2 separate regions of the Sus scrofa genome follow, and region 1 is linked to region 2. The links are chromatin contacts, called in public Hi-C maps. All regions are on one chromosome and are shown on one strand. The core of a region is the stretch at or near the end of the contact, and the rest is flanking DNA. Distances in the headings are between cores, read along the strand shown. Region 1 overlaps COMMD1 (COMM domain-containing protein 1). Region 2 overlaps LOC106508312 (a long non-coding RNA gene).

What was found. Hi-C and Micro-C count contacts between places; a contact is called where the count stands out from the background.
Region 1: a Hi-C map of embryonic fibroblasts shows a contact between it and region 2, with 4 times the contacts expected there. The contact joins two enhancer-like sites. A contact is called at or near these places in 3 of 47 Hi-C or Micro-C datasets (alveolar macrophages and embryonic fibroblasts) and 1 of 2 datasets of contacts at active chromatin or transcription factors (alveolar macrophages).

The regions. Positions count from the first base shown.
Region 1 is chr3:79,891,840-79,898,593 of Sscrofa11.1, reverse strand. All of the region lies in intron 1 of COMMD1 (COMM domain-containing protein 1), which reads left to right. Among named protein-coding and RNA genes, the nearest start is that of COMMD1, 19 kb to the left of the region's middle. Within about 2 kb of position 1,648, at least 3 of the 83 cell types and tissues checked have an H3K27ac peak or open chromatin away from gene starts, as enhancers often do. A contact at or near this core is called in embryonic fibroblasts, where this site is marked.
Region 2 is chr3:79,583,853-79,591,157 of Sscrofa11.1, reverse strand. All of the region lies in intron 1 of LOC106508312 (a long non-coding RNA gene), which reads left to right. Among named protein-coding and RNA genes, the nearest start is that of B3GNT2, 120 kb to the left of the region's middle. Within about 2 kb of position 1,552, at least 11 of the 83 cell types and tissues checked have an H3K27ac peak or open chromatin away from gene starts, as enhancers often do. A contact at or near this core is called in embryonic fibroblasts, where this site is marked.

The DNA of each region.
Region 1 (6,754 bases), core at 399-2,898, 310 kb before region 2:
ATGGTGTAGGGTTGCAGCTGCCAGCTCAGATTCAGTCTCTGGCCCGGAAACTTCCACATGTTGTGGGTGTAGCCATAAGAAAAAAAAAAAATATTTGTGACACATGAAAGTTATATGAAATTTAAATTTCAGTGTCCATAACAAAATGTATGGTTACTTTTGCTCTACAAGGGTGGAATTAAATAGTTACAACAGAGATGGGGTGGTTGGCAAAGCCTAAAATATTTACTCTCTGCCATTTACAGGAAAATTTGCCAATTCCTGCTGGATACACCAGTGTTGAATATATCACAGTATGCTTGCCCACTCTACTCTTGGTGGGGATTTGAGAAGTTTCCAGTTTTTGCCTTATTATAAGTAGAGGATACTACATTTTATCCTTAAAAATGTAAACTTTTTTTCTCATTATGTTTCTTCTATTGATTAGAGAACACTATTTATTTAGAACTTTACTTTCTTTTATTTTTGGCTGTGCCTGCAGCGTGTAAAAGTTCCCAGACCAAAACCCATGCCATAGCAGTGACCCCAGCCTCTGCAGTAACATCTCCAGATCTTTAACTTACTTTTGCCACAAGAGAACCCCAGAAAATTTTGAGTATATAGTATAATATTGCTAATTATAGGTATAATGTATATGTAGTACATAGCTAGAGCTTATTCATCTTGCTTAACCCAAACTTTATGCCTGTTGATTAGTAACTATAATTAGTAAATGCCCATTACCCTCTAGCTTCACCTTTCCACTCTTTGATTCTATGAATTTGACTATTTAGTTGTCTCATGTAAGTGGAGTCGTGCAATATTTGTCTTTCTTTGGTTAGCTTATTTCACATAATGTCCTCAGGATTCATCTGTGTTGTTGTATATTGCCATTTTTCTTCCTTTTAAGGGCTTAATGGTATTATAATAAGGTTGTATGAGAACCACTTTTGATCAGCTCACATATAGATTGATTTTATAATTTTTTGTGTGGTTTCATTGGGCAGTGTTTTGTCCTGACAAATAAGTTGGAGGTAGGAACCTGTGCCCTGAACTTGGGTTTCTTTTGAACTCCTTCATGATTGAAGCTGCTCTTTGAAGCTGCAAGTAATTAAATACATTTATATATTTTGCTCTTTAGTTTTTATATCTCATCATACATTTTTTTAGTTTATCCAATAGTTCTTTAAAGGTCTTATGAACTAATACAGCTAATGCAGTATTTATCTTTTCTCTTGTTCTTATTTTTCCTTTATTATTAAGTCATATTTCCATAGGGTCAGGACTTTATCTCCTGTTGTAGACCTATGAACTTCAGCTGGTAGTGGAGCTCTGGTTATAATAGAAGATGACCTCTAAGCAATTCTGTTTCTTGAACAGTATTTTTTTTTAAACATAAATGTTAATTTAGGTACTTGAGTTGGATAATACACTAATCATGTGCTCTTTCCCTAGAAAAGCCTTTATGGTCTGTCAAGAGAAAAAAGAACGGGTATTTCTTTACTTTGTAATTGCTTCTGGAGACTTTCCCACACTTCCATCCCTGAACTGGCCACAAAAATGTTCTTTTAGGAAAGGCTGAATTCTTTCTCCATGAAGTTAAAGGCTAATGTGTTGCTTGGAGTGTTTAATAGGAAGAAACTTTCATAGTACTTCATCATAGTTTTTTTTTTTTTCCTCTTTGCTGACAGAGACAGAAGTCTCTTCCAAACTGGAAGAACATAAAAGATGAGTAAGTTATTGGGGGAAAGTAACTTGGCAGAATGAAAGCTAGTTGGTAACGGTGAGCTTCTACTGCAAAAGAGTGTAATTTGGAAACTTCCTGAACATTGGGTGCTCTCCTTGTGGCATATAGCCTAGCCACTTAACAACAGATCCAAATCACTGTTTGATTATCTGAGGAGTAGAGGGAATCATAAACCTAAAAGGAAAACCCTGGGTTTACTCAGAAATATATTTTCTATATTTAATTATAATACTTGAGACAAACATTTGCAATCATTTAAAATACATTAAATTCTTGAGTTTAGTCATTTATAGAAATACTGAATTGTTAATGTAAATATATTCTATTGGTCATTTTTTCGGAGAATTAAACCAACTCAGCCTTATTTTGTGGGGGGAGAGATGATTGATGAGTTTGTTTTATCTTTCTTTACCTACCTGTTGTGTATGTGTGTATTTTTTTTGATTGAATGATTCTTTAAATCCTATAGTGCTTTACAGTTTTCAGAAGTTTCACATATGATTTTATATAATCCTATAATATCCCCCCTTTTCCCCAATACCCCTATATTGCCCCGCCCCCAACTGGTAACCCCTAGTCTTTTCTCTATATCTGTGATTTATTCACCGGTTTGTCATATTTCTTTAGATTCCGCATGTAAGTGATATCACATAGTACTTGTCTTTGGCTCTCTGACTTATATCATTTAGCATAATGCCCTCTACCATGTTGCTGAATATGGCAAAATTTCACTCTTTTTTAGGTCTGGGTAGTATTTCATTGTATGTAGGGGTGTGTGTGTGTGTGTGTGTGTGTATCATATCCCCTTTTTTAAAAAATGGAGGTATAGTTAATTTACAATGTTGTGCACATCTTAAAAAAATTTTTTTTTCTTTTTTTAGGGCTGCACCTGTGGCATATGGAGGTTCCCAGGCTAGAGGTGAAATTGGAGCTGTAGCTGCTGGCCTATGCCACAGACACAGCAACGCCAGACCTGAGCCATGTCTGTGACCTATACCATAGCTCACGGCAATATGGGATCCTTAACCCACTGAGTGAGGCCAGGGATTGAACCTGCGTCCTCATGGATGCTAGTCAGATTTATTTCTGCTGAGCCATAATGGAAACTCCTGTCTTTTGGGGTTTTTTGATGGTTTTCTTTGCTGTGCAAAAGCTCATAAGTTTGATTTAGGTCCCATTGGTTTATTTTTGTTTTTATTTCTTTTGCTTTGGGAAATTGAACTAAGAAAATATTTGTGTAGTTGATGTGAGAGAATGTTTTGCTTATGTTCTCATCTAGGAGTTTTATGGTGTCTTGTCTTTAAGCCATTTTAAAAATTTTAAATTTAATTTTATTTATTTATTTTTTGGGGTGAAGAAGAAAAAAATAGCTTTAGTGCTTTGCCAGGCAAAGAAAGGTCACAGCAGGCTAATGCCTCAGAGACTGTGCCCCCGCTTAGGAAAGATTGGGAGGTGGTTTTATAGTTTGGGGAGTGAAAAATAGGGCCACAGATAGGGATCAGGGCAGAGGCAAGCTTGCATTGTTTTCAGAGCTGGTGTTCAGTGGTCTGGTGGTCTTCTTTCTGGTGTCTGGACCTACTGAGGTTCAGGTTCTTTGCGCCTCCAAGCAGAAGGAATTCAGTGAGACACAAAGTGATAGGCAAAAATAGATTTATCAAGATAGGACACTTGTGAGAGATGCAGGTGGGCAGGCAAAGAGGCTCTGCCTTTAATCCATGTTGAGTTTACTTTTGTGCATGGTTGAGGGTGTGTTCTAATTTCATTAATTTTCCCAGCACCCCTTGCTGAAGAGACTTTTTCCCATTTTGTATTCTTGCCTCCCTTGTTGAAGATTAATTGGCCATAGGTGTCTGGGTTTATTTCTGGGTTCTCTATTCTGTTCCATTGGTTTGTATGTCTGTTTTTGTACCAGTACCACACTGTCTTAATTACTGTAGCTTTGTGTTATTGTCTGAAGTCTGGGAGAGTTATGCCCAGACTTGTTTTTTTGCCTCAGGATTGCTTTGTCAGTTCTGGGTCTTTTATGGTTCCATATAAATTTTTGGATTGTTTGTTCTAGTTCTGTGAAAAATGTCATGGGTAGGGAGTTCCCATTGTGGCTCAGTGGTTAACAAATCCAACTAGGAACCATGAGGTTGTGGGTTCGATCCCTGGCCTTGCTCAATGGGTTAAGGATCTGATGTTGCTGTGAGCTGTGGTGTAGGTTGCAGACATGACTCGGATCCCATGTTGCTGTGGCTCTGGCATAGGCCTGGACCCCTAGGCTAGGAACCTCCATGTGTTGCGGGTGCAGCCCTAAAAGCCAAAAAGCTAAAAAAAAAAAAAAAAAAAAAAAATCGTGGGTAATTTGATAAGATTGCATTAAACCTGTAGATTGCTTTGAGTAGTATGACCATTTTAATGATATTAATTCTTCCAATCCAGAAGCATGGAATATCTTTCCATTTCTTTGCATCCTCTTTAATATCCTTGATTAATGTTTTATAGTTCTCAGCATATAAGTCTTTCACCTCTTTGGTCAGGTTTATTCCCAGGTATTTAATATTTGGGGGTGGATTTTAAAAGGTATTGTATTCCTTTTCTAATATTTCTTTGTTAGTATACAGAAATGCTGTTGATTTCTGAATGTTAATCTTTTTTTTTTTGGGGGGGGGTTCTTTTTGCCATTTCTTGGGCCACTCTCATGGTATATGGAGGTTCCTAGGCTAGGGGGTCTAATTGGAGCTGTAGCTGCCAGCCTATGCCACAGCCACAGCAACTTGGGATCCGAGCCGCGTCTGCGACCTACACCACAGCTCATGGCAATGCTGGATCCTTAACCCACTGAGCAAGGCCGGGGATCAAACCCACAACCTCATGGTTCCTAGTCAGATTTGTTAACCACTGAGCCATGATGGGAACTCCCTGAATGTTAATCATGTATCCTGCCACTTTGTTGAATTTTTTGATCAGTTCAAGTAGTTTTAGTGTGGAGTCCTTAAGGTTTTCTATATATAATATCAGGTCATCTGCATAGAGTGACAGTTTTACCTCCTCTCTTCCAATTTGGATACTTTTCATTTTGTTTTTCTAATTGCTATGGCTAGGATTTCAATATTGTGTTGAATAAAAGTAGTGAGAGTGGGCATCCTTGTCTTCTTCCAGATTTGAGCGGGAAGACTTTCAGCTTTTCTCTGTTAAGTATTATGTTGGCTGTGGGTTTGTCATAAGTGGCTTTTATTATGTTAAGGTATATTCCCTCTATACCCACTTTGATAAGAGTTCTTATCATGAATGGATGTTGGATTTTGTCAAATGCTTTTTCTGCAGCTACTGAGATGATCATGTGATTTTTGACTTTTCTTTTGTTAATGTGGTGTATAACATTGATTAACATACACCAACATTATATGTTTATGTTGAACCACCCTTCTGAACTTGGGGATGAATCCCACTTGTTTGTATTTGGTTGGATAAATTTTTTTTTTTTTTTTTTTGGTCTTTTTGCCTTTTCTAGGGCCGCTTCCCATGGCACATGGAGGTTCCCAGGCTAGGGGTCGAATCGGAGCTACAGCTGCTGGCCTATACTACAGCCACAGCAACATGGGATCCGAGGGCGTCTGTGACCTACACCACAGCTCACGGCAACGCTGGATCCTTAACCCACTGAGCGAGGCCAGGGATTGAATCCGAAACCTCATGGTTCCTAGTTGGATTCATTTCTGCTGTGCCACTACTGGAACTCCTAGTCTGGTTTTTAAAGTTCTATTTCCCTCCTATTGTTGCTATTTTATTATCTTGTAAAAGTTTGTGAAGTTTAAATTTTTCCCCTTTTGCTATTTTTGCAACTTGAATTTGATTGAAATAAATGTGGAGTAATTCCAGAGATATTATTAATTATAATTAATTTAAAAGATCCTTTAAAAACATCTGGCCAAAGATTGTATGTTACCTATGAAGGAAAAGGTTAAGATGGAGGTAAACGTCTGGAGGAAAACAGAAAAGTAGATACTAAAGTAGATACTAGACTGTTCTTTCAGGCATTCAGAATATTAAGATTTGAAATCTGGCTTGGTTTGTGGATTTGAAAACAGAAAATACCACTTTTTATAGAATAGTTGTCAAGAAATTTTCATTATTAAATTGTAAACCCTTTTAATACTCCATCATGCTAGGCATAGTCATTAATTTTCTTCTGACTAGGTGGGTAAATTGAATGACAGTGCAGAATTGGAGGGTTCATTTTAATCAGGTGATGAAGCAAGTATGCAGTCTTTCATTCATTCCTATGTTCATTAAACTGTGTGCACACAGTGTATTTCACTAGGAGCCTGTGGTTTACTGGTTTAAAACACTTGACCCACCAAACTTGTCTTGATAAGGCTTCATTCTCTTTCTTTCTTTCTTTTGTTTTTTTGTTTTGTTTTGTTTTGTTTTTTGTTTTCGTTTATTTGTTTTTTAGGGCCACACCCGCAGCATATGGAAGTTCCCAGGCTTGGGGTCTAATCAGGGCTACAGCTGCAGGCGTACACCGCAGCCACAGCAACACTAGGTCTGAGCTGCTTCTGCAACCTGCATCACAGCTCATGGCAATGCTGGACCTTTAACCCACTGAGTGAGGCCAAGGATTAAACCTGCAACCTCATGGTTCCTAGTCGCATTCATTTCTGCTGTGCCACAATGGGAACTCCAAGGCTTCATTTTCATCATTTAAGTTGTTTAGAAGAATCAAAAGTAATCTGTTTGAATCTCACAACATTCTGTTGCTACTTAGCTCAGACTTTCAGTAAACAACAAAATGGCCACCTGAGTGTAGCAGAAGGTAGCAAAGTGACCAGTATGATCCATAAAATGGGAGATGGGTCCTGAATTATAAAGTTGATTTTTCTGTAGTATAAAATACAGAATTTTGATTCTCAAAATACTACTTTTTGCTTTTATTTTTATCTTATTATGAATTTGTATTCATTGATAGTAAATTCACTTATAAAAATAAAGGATATAAATCTCGAAGTCATAGGCCTGAGTCATTGGTTTGGATCAGGCTCT
Region 2 (7,305 bases), core at 303-2,802:
AGGGATACCAAGAAGGGAGTTCCCATTGTGGCTCAGTGGGTTAAGAACCTGACATAAAGTCCATGAAGATGTGGGTTTGATCCCTGGCCTCCCTCAATGGGTTAAGGATCCAGTGTAGGTCTTGGATGCGGCTTGGATCTGGCATTGCAGTGACTGTGGCGGAGGCCTCAGGTATAGATCCAACTCAACCCCAGCCCCGGAACTTTCATATGCCATGGGTGTGGCCCTAAAAAGGTGGGGGTGGGGGAGAAGGACACCAAGAAGTATAGGTATGCCCAGAAGGGAATAAGACCGAAATGACTATTTGGCAAAGCACTGATTACCACGTACAAATGACCTCATAGGTTTTCTTAGCAATCCAATGATGCAAAGAGTTGTGGAATTACCCTCATTTTCCAGAAGCAGTGGAGGAGGCAGCAGTAGCAGGAGAGCTTATTATATAGTCTGTGAATCACATCTCAGTGAAGCTGTTATTAAAAAATGAAAGGTTGGTGAAAGAAGGGGATGGTGGTGTATGACTTAGAGGGAAAATAAACCCTCTCTTTTACAAGGTTGGTCAATATACAGGCACCCTAGAGCTCCCACCCTGAACTCAAGAGAGGGAGAGGGGATAATGCAGGGGCTCTTAACTTGGTGTCCGTAGATAGAGGGGGGTGGTTCACAGTCTCATCCCAGAACTGCTGGCAAAATACATGTGTGTAGATGTTCAGAGCCACAGTTTGTACCAGCTTCCCAAAGACGTCTATGACCCCCAAAGCTTAATGGAAGGAATAATGGATCAGGAGTCAAGAACTGAGTCCTGGAGTTCCCATCGTGGCGCAGTGGTTAACAAATCTGACTAGGAACCATGAGGTTTCGGGTTCGATCCCTGGCCTCGCTCAGTGGGTTAAGGATCCAGTGTTGCTGTGAGCTGTGATGTAGGTCACAGATGTGGCTCGGATCTGGTGTTGCTGTGGCTCTGGTGTAGGCCGGCAGCTACAGCTCTGATTAGACTCCAAGCCTGGGAACTTCCATATGCTATGGGTGTGGCCCTAAAAAGACAAAAGACAAAAGACAAAAAACAAACAAACAATGGAGTCCTAACCCTCTTAACTAGCTGAGCAAACTTGGAAATTTATCTTCTTTATTTATTTATAAAATGAGAGTTGGGACTCATTGATATTGGTGCTTTCTGCCAGCTGGATACTTTGTGGACAAGCAGATCTGAGTTGCCATCTGGCTGTACCTTTTAATGATCGCATGCCCTTATGCCAGTTCTAGAACTTGCTCACACATCTGTCAAAGGTGAATACGGTTGCAGGCTTCTCAGAAGGATTGGGGACCGTGAGCATAGAAGACCTGGACATTACTATTAAATGATGCTTCCTGTGAATCTATGTCTGGTGTAAGTCCTGCTGAGCATTCAGTATTTTCAGTGAGTAATCATGGTCTGCCAGGAATTCAAGTTGTACTAAATCCAGATGCCTTGCCCTTGAGCGGATCCTGCTGTAGAAAGGAAGTCTGGGTGGAAGCCTTGCCCCGACTCATTCATGTACATGCCGTACCTGACTCATGCCTTGCCTGGGCTCCCCAGCAGGGCCAGCTCCTGCCCCTGCTTGCTTCTCTAGGCAGGTCCTGAGTCATCCTGGGCTAAGTCATGACTTGGACTGATGGCCTCCCCAAAAGGCTGAACCTACCAAAAGCACCTGATGGAACCACAAAACCACCCCCTTGGCCTTCCCAACTTTCTTCACTGGCCGTGTCCCATGTTATTGCTATTACAGCCATCATACCCCAGTTGACTCACTCCTTCCTGCTGTAGCTAGGGCAGGAGTTACTGCTCCTAGTTTAGTCTTGAGGTGTCTGAAGCCCAGAAAAGCAGGGCAACCTATTCAAGAAACATACTGAGCTGGCGGCAGCACTGGGTCAGGCTCCTGTCTCCTGGTTGCTCGTTGCCTCCTTGCATAATATCATGGTACTAGTTTTCTGTTGCTTTTATAACAACGTATAAAAGCAAATTATAAGCCACAAATTCAGTGGCTTAAAACAACATGAATTAATTAAAACAGCAATGAGATAAACAATGAGATATCATCACACACCTATTAGAAGGGCCAAAATCTGAAACTCTGACAACAGCAAATGCAGGTGAGGATATGAAGCAGCAGGAACTCTTACTCATTGTTAGCAGGAATACAAAATAGTATAGCTACTTTGGAAGATGGTTTGGCAGCTTCTGAGAAAACTAGATATGCCCTTACCATATGATCCAGCTGTTACACTCCTTGGTATTCACCCAAAGGAGGTGAAAACTTAGGCCCACACAAACATCTGCACACAGATGTTTATAGCAGCTTTATTCATAACTGCCTAATCTTGGAAGCAACCAAGATGTCCTCAGTAGATGAACAGATAAATAAAATGTGATACATCCAGACAATGGACTATTTTTTTTTTTTTTTTTTTTTGTCTTTTTTGCCTTTTCTAGGGCCGCTCCCACGGCATATGGAGGTTCCCAGGCTAGGGGTCGAATCAGAGCTGTAGCCACTGGCCTATGCCAGAGCCACAACAACTTGGGATCTGAGCCGTGTCTGCAACCCACACCACAGCTCGCAGCAACGTCCGATCGTTAACCCACTGAGCAAGGGCAGGGACCGAACCCGCAACCTCATGGTTTCTAGTCAGATTCCCTAACCACTGTGCCATGATGGGAACTCTGACAATGGACTATTATTGGGCACTAAAAGGAAATGAGCTTTCAAGCCATAAGAAGCAAGGGAAGGACCTTAAATGTATATTACTAAGTGAAAGAAGCAAATCAGAAAAGCTACATATAATTCCAACACTATCATGTTATGGAAAAGGAAATTGCAAAATTATGGGGACAGTGAAAAGATAAAGTGGTTCCCAGAGGGTTGGTCAGTGGGGTGAATAGGCAGACGTTTTTAGGGCAGTGAAAATACTCTGTATGATATTGTAATGATGGATACCTGTCCTTATGCATTTGTCAATACCCACAGAATGTACAACACCAGGAGTGAACCCTAATGTAAACTACAACAGGCTTAGGGTGATGATGCTGTGTCAGGGTAGGTTCATCAGCTGTAACAAATGCACTGCATTGGGTTGCCATTGTGGCTCAACACGTTACCATCCCGACTAGTATCCATGAGAACATAGGTTTGATCCCTGGCCTTGCTCAGTGGGTTAAGGATCAGGCATTGCCATGAGCTGTGGTATAGGTTGCAGATGGGGCTCGGGTCCGGCGTTGCTGTGGCTGTGGTGTAGGCCAGCAGCCAAAGGTCCGATTTGACACCTAGCCTAGGAACTTCCATATGATGCAGGTGCAGCCCTAAAAAGCAAAAAAAAACAAAACAAAACAAAACAAAACAAAACAAAACAAAAAGCAAATGTACTGCTCTGCTGGAGGATGTCGTTGATGGGGGAGATATTCCTGTGTGAGGGCAGAGGGTATATGGGAACTTCTTGTACCTTCCTGACAGCTTTGCGGTGAACCACGACTGTTCTGAAAAAGACAAAACCAAAGAGACAAAATAAATGATTAACAAATAGTTCTGAAGTTCAGAACCTCACTGGACTAAGATCAAGGTGTCAGTGGGGCTGCATTCCTTTCCAGAAACTCCAGAAAAGGATAAGTTTTCTTGCTTTTTGCAGTTTCTAAAGGCTACGCAAGTTCCTTGACCCAGGTCTTCAAAGCCAGCAATAGCTGGTTGGATTTTTTTAAGTCATGTTGCTTTGAGACTTGCTCCTCTGCCTCCCTCGTCCAACTTTAAGGACTCTTGTGGTTGCATTGGGCCCACCTAGATATTCCGGGATCCTCTCCCCCATTTTAAATTCAGCTGATTAGCAACCTTAATTTCACCTGCAGCTGTAATCTACCCCTACCCTCCCATTGTTGCATATGCTAATAGAGTCACAGGTTCTGGGATAGGATGCAGATATCTTTGTGATATTATTATTCTACCTACTGGGGTCATGAGCCTGTGGTAGGAGATTGTGCCGTAAATGGTCATAGCAAATGATCACAGGCCAGCCAAGTCTTGTTTGAAGCTAAAGGTCAGTATCCTTCTAATTTTCAACAGTGTTTGAGTCTCATCAGCCCTTAACATAGTTGGTGTCCCCACATTTTCCAGCCTTCCAGAATTACCTTTTACTTAAAATAGTTCATGCTCTGAGGCCGGAGGAATTCCAGTCCCCTCCCAAATGTCGCTAAGGATTCTCGAGGTCCATCTACACTCAGGGCCCATCTTCTCTCACTCCACACTGCTCCAGGTCCTCCTAGCTCACAGGTTCTATGCATCGTCCAGTCCCTCTGAGGCACTTTGCTCCCAAACAGGGACTTGCCCATCACTCTGGAGGCAGGGCTGTCTGCAGAGAAGCAGGTTAGGATGCTTAATCAACCCTGCTGAGAGCTGGCTTAGCAACGCAGGTGAGAAGCGCTCCACTTAGTACTCAGTTCAGGGCCCCCAGATCCTCTGGTCATACTATGTTGAGGCCTTTGTTCAGGGTTTATCTCAGGCCCAGCCCAAACCCCAGTTCTCCAATTGCAGTTTCTAGGCCCTCCAAGGAAAAAGAAACACTTGAATACTGACTTTACTTTGGAGAGCAGTTTAGCCACAGTTCACTTGAACCTGGTCTGAGGGCCCTACCTTTGCAGGACCAAGGGGCCCATTAAAGTGTTGCCCAAACAAAAGATAAGATTCTTTGCCAAGAGGAATTCTTCTCCCACTCTTGGAGTGTGGAAATGCTGCAGTTAAAAAAATACAACAAAGCACAAACAGCTCCCTTTCTTTCTAGTTCCATTGTTTACCAGAAATAAAGTGCTAGCATGTGTGTTGTTTTGTAAAAGACACAGATTTTACCTCACAACACGTGCTAGTACAGACCCACATGCAACTTAAATAAAAGAAACAATACCGATGCGTATTACTTGGGATAAGCGTTGATATTTTGGGTTCTATTAGATTTTTTGAATGTTGATCAGGACCCACAAAATTTTTTTCATGACCCGCTGATGACTCACAACCTGCTTTTTGAAAAACACTGCACTAAACAGACTAGCCTCCTCTTCTCTTCCCTCCCAGGCATAAATATTTGTGTAATGCTTTAATGCCTACAAAGCAGGTTTTAAACCATAGGTTATCCCATTTAATCCTCACGTAACCCTGAAATGGGACTAATAACTCCCTTTTTTAACAGGCGGGGGATGGGGTGGGGGGGCTGAGGTCTAAACTGTTGAAGCAGCTTTGCCCAAAGTCACGCAGACAGAAAGGGAAGAGTTTGGATGCAAATCTCTGAATTTAAACCCAGTGTTCTTTTCACGCAAACCATCCCAGTCTCACTGTATACAACAGCCTCCACGCTTAGGCAGTGGTTTGGGTTAAGCTAGACAATGTAAGCTGCCTTTTTACGTATGCTGGATTCTTTTTTTTTCTTTCTTTTTTAGGGCCTCACCCGGGCATATGGAGGTTCCCAGGCTAGGGGTCAAATTGGAGCTTCGGCTGCTGGCCTACACCACAGCCGTAGCAACTCCGGGATCCCAGCCACATCTGTGACCTACACCACAGCTCACGGCAACGCCGGATCCTTAACATACTGAACGAAGCTGGGAATCAAACCCACATCTTCATGGATATTAGCCAGGTTCATTAACCACTGAGCATATGTGGAACTCCACATATGCTGGATTCTTGATGCTCATAAAAATCTCAGACTTCTTCCCCTTTGTCAGCCTGAGCCTGTAGTTGCACACCTTTCCTCCCTGTTCCCCCCAGCCCAGGTGTTGGCCAGAGCTGGAAAGGCGTTAGCAGGGAACAGGACAAGAGGCCCCAGTACCTGCCTCAGGCCGTCCTTGTGGCCTCTGAGCTCAGCAGGAGGAACAGTCCCTACCCTGGGCTAAGGAGTGGGAGGACTGGGGAAGGGGTGTGGGGAGTAGCTTCGCCCAGGAAGCTGAGAAATGATGCTGGCAAAGACAGATCTTGGTAGAGCCCAGAGAAGGGGTGAGCCGACTCCAGGACAAGTGCACTGTGTCGAGGGGGCCCTCAGGAAGTGTCGGCTCAATGGGCTAATGAAAGCAACCAGGCTTCACACACTCAGGAAATGCCGAACAGGCCTGGGGAAATGCAGGAAAATCTGGCGGTAGAAAATGTGGGTACTGGTTTCCAAGTTTAAACTCTCCCTCTCCCTTTTTCTCCCTTTGACAGTTCTGCTTCTTGGGTTTTCTGCATAGGGCAGCACTTGGGCGGGCTTCACCTGCACTCTAAACCTATGGGCTCTGTGTTTAGGGGACGGGGCTCAGGGCAGGTCACCACCCCTCAGGCATATTGAATATTTAGAAGAAAGTTACTTGAGAAAAAGCCTGTGCAAGGACACTCAGACCCTCCCCTGTCCCCTTGAAAGCAGGAAATAAATCTCCCACATGAAAAGTACCCTCCCTGAACCAGGAGGTAGAGAGACATCCTTGTCACCAGAGATGGGAATCCAGGGCCAAGAAGGCTTGTAAACAAACTGCTTAGTTTCTTCACTACTTAGTTCATAAACCTAAGTTTCTTTGTCTTCTTTACAGATTTACTGTTTCTTTGTCTCAAAGATATACACACAGCCTGCTTTGGTCACGTCTGGTGTCCCGTAGCTACGAGACCTCTGCACGTACAAAATTGACTTTTTTCCTCTTGTTCGTCTGCCTTGTGTCAATTGAAATGATTAGAATGGCCAAAAGAACCAAGAGGGGTTGGGGGAGATTTCCCATCCTTGACAGTTGTGGTGTATTGGGCTGGGCACTCCTTGCTCCTGGGACTGTTGCAGATGAAGAGATCCTAGAACCTCTGACAAAAAACTTGGCAGAAGGTGAGAATTCTTACCACATCCATCCTTTAGGATCTCTGGCTATGGAGTCTAATGGAAGTAAAGTCATAAGAGTCCTTTTTTTCCTTTTCTAAATTTATTTATTTATTTCATTAAAGTGTAGTTGATTTACAATGTTGGGCCAATTTCTGCTGTATAGGAAAGTGACCCAGTCATATATATATATATATATATTTTTTTTTTCATTCTTTTCTTCATACTCTCTTCCATCATGTTCTATCCCAAGAGGCTGGCTATACAGTAGGACTTCATTGCTTATCCATTCTAAATGCAATAGTTTGCATCTACAAACCCCAAACTTTCAGTCCATCCCACTCCCTCCCCACCCCCGCAACCACAAGTCTGTTCACCGCTTCTGTTTGCAGATAGGTTCATTTGTGGCATATTTTAGATTCCACATATAAGTGATATCATATAATATTTGTTGTTCTCTTTCTGACT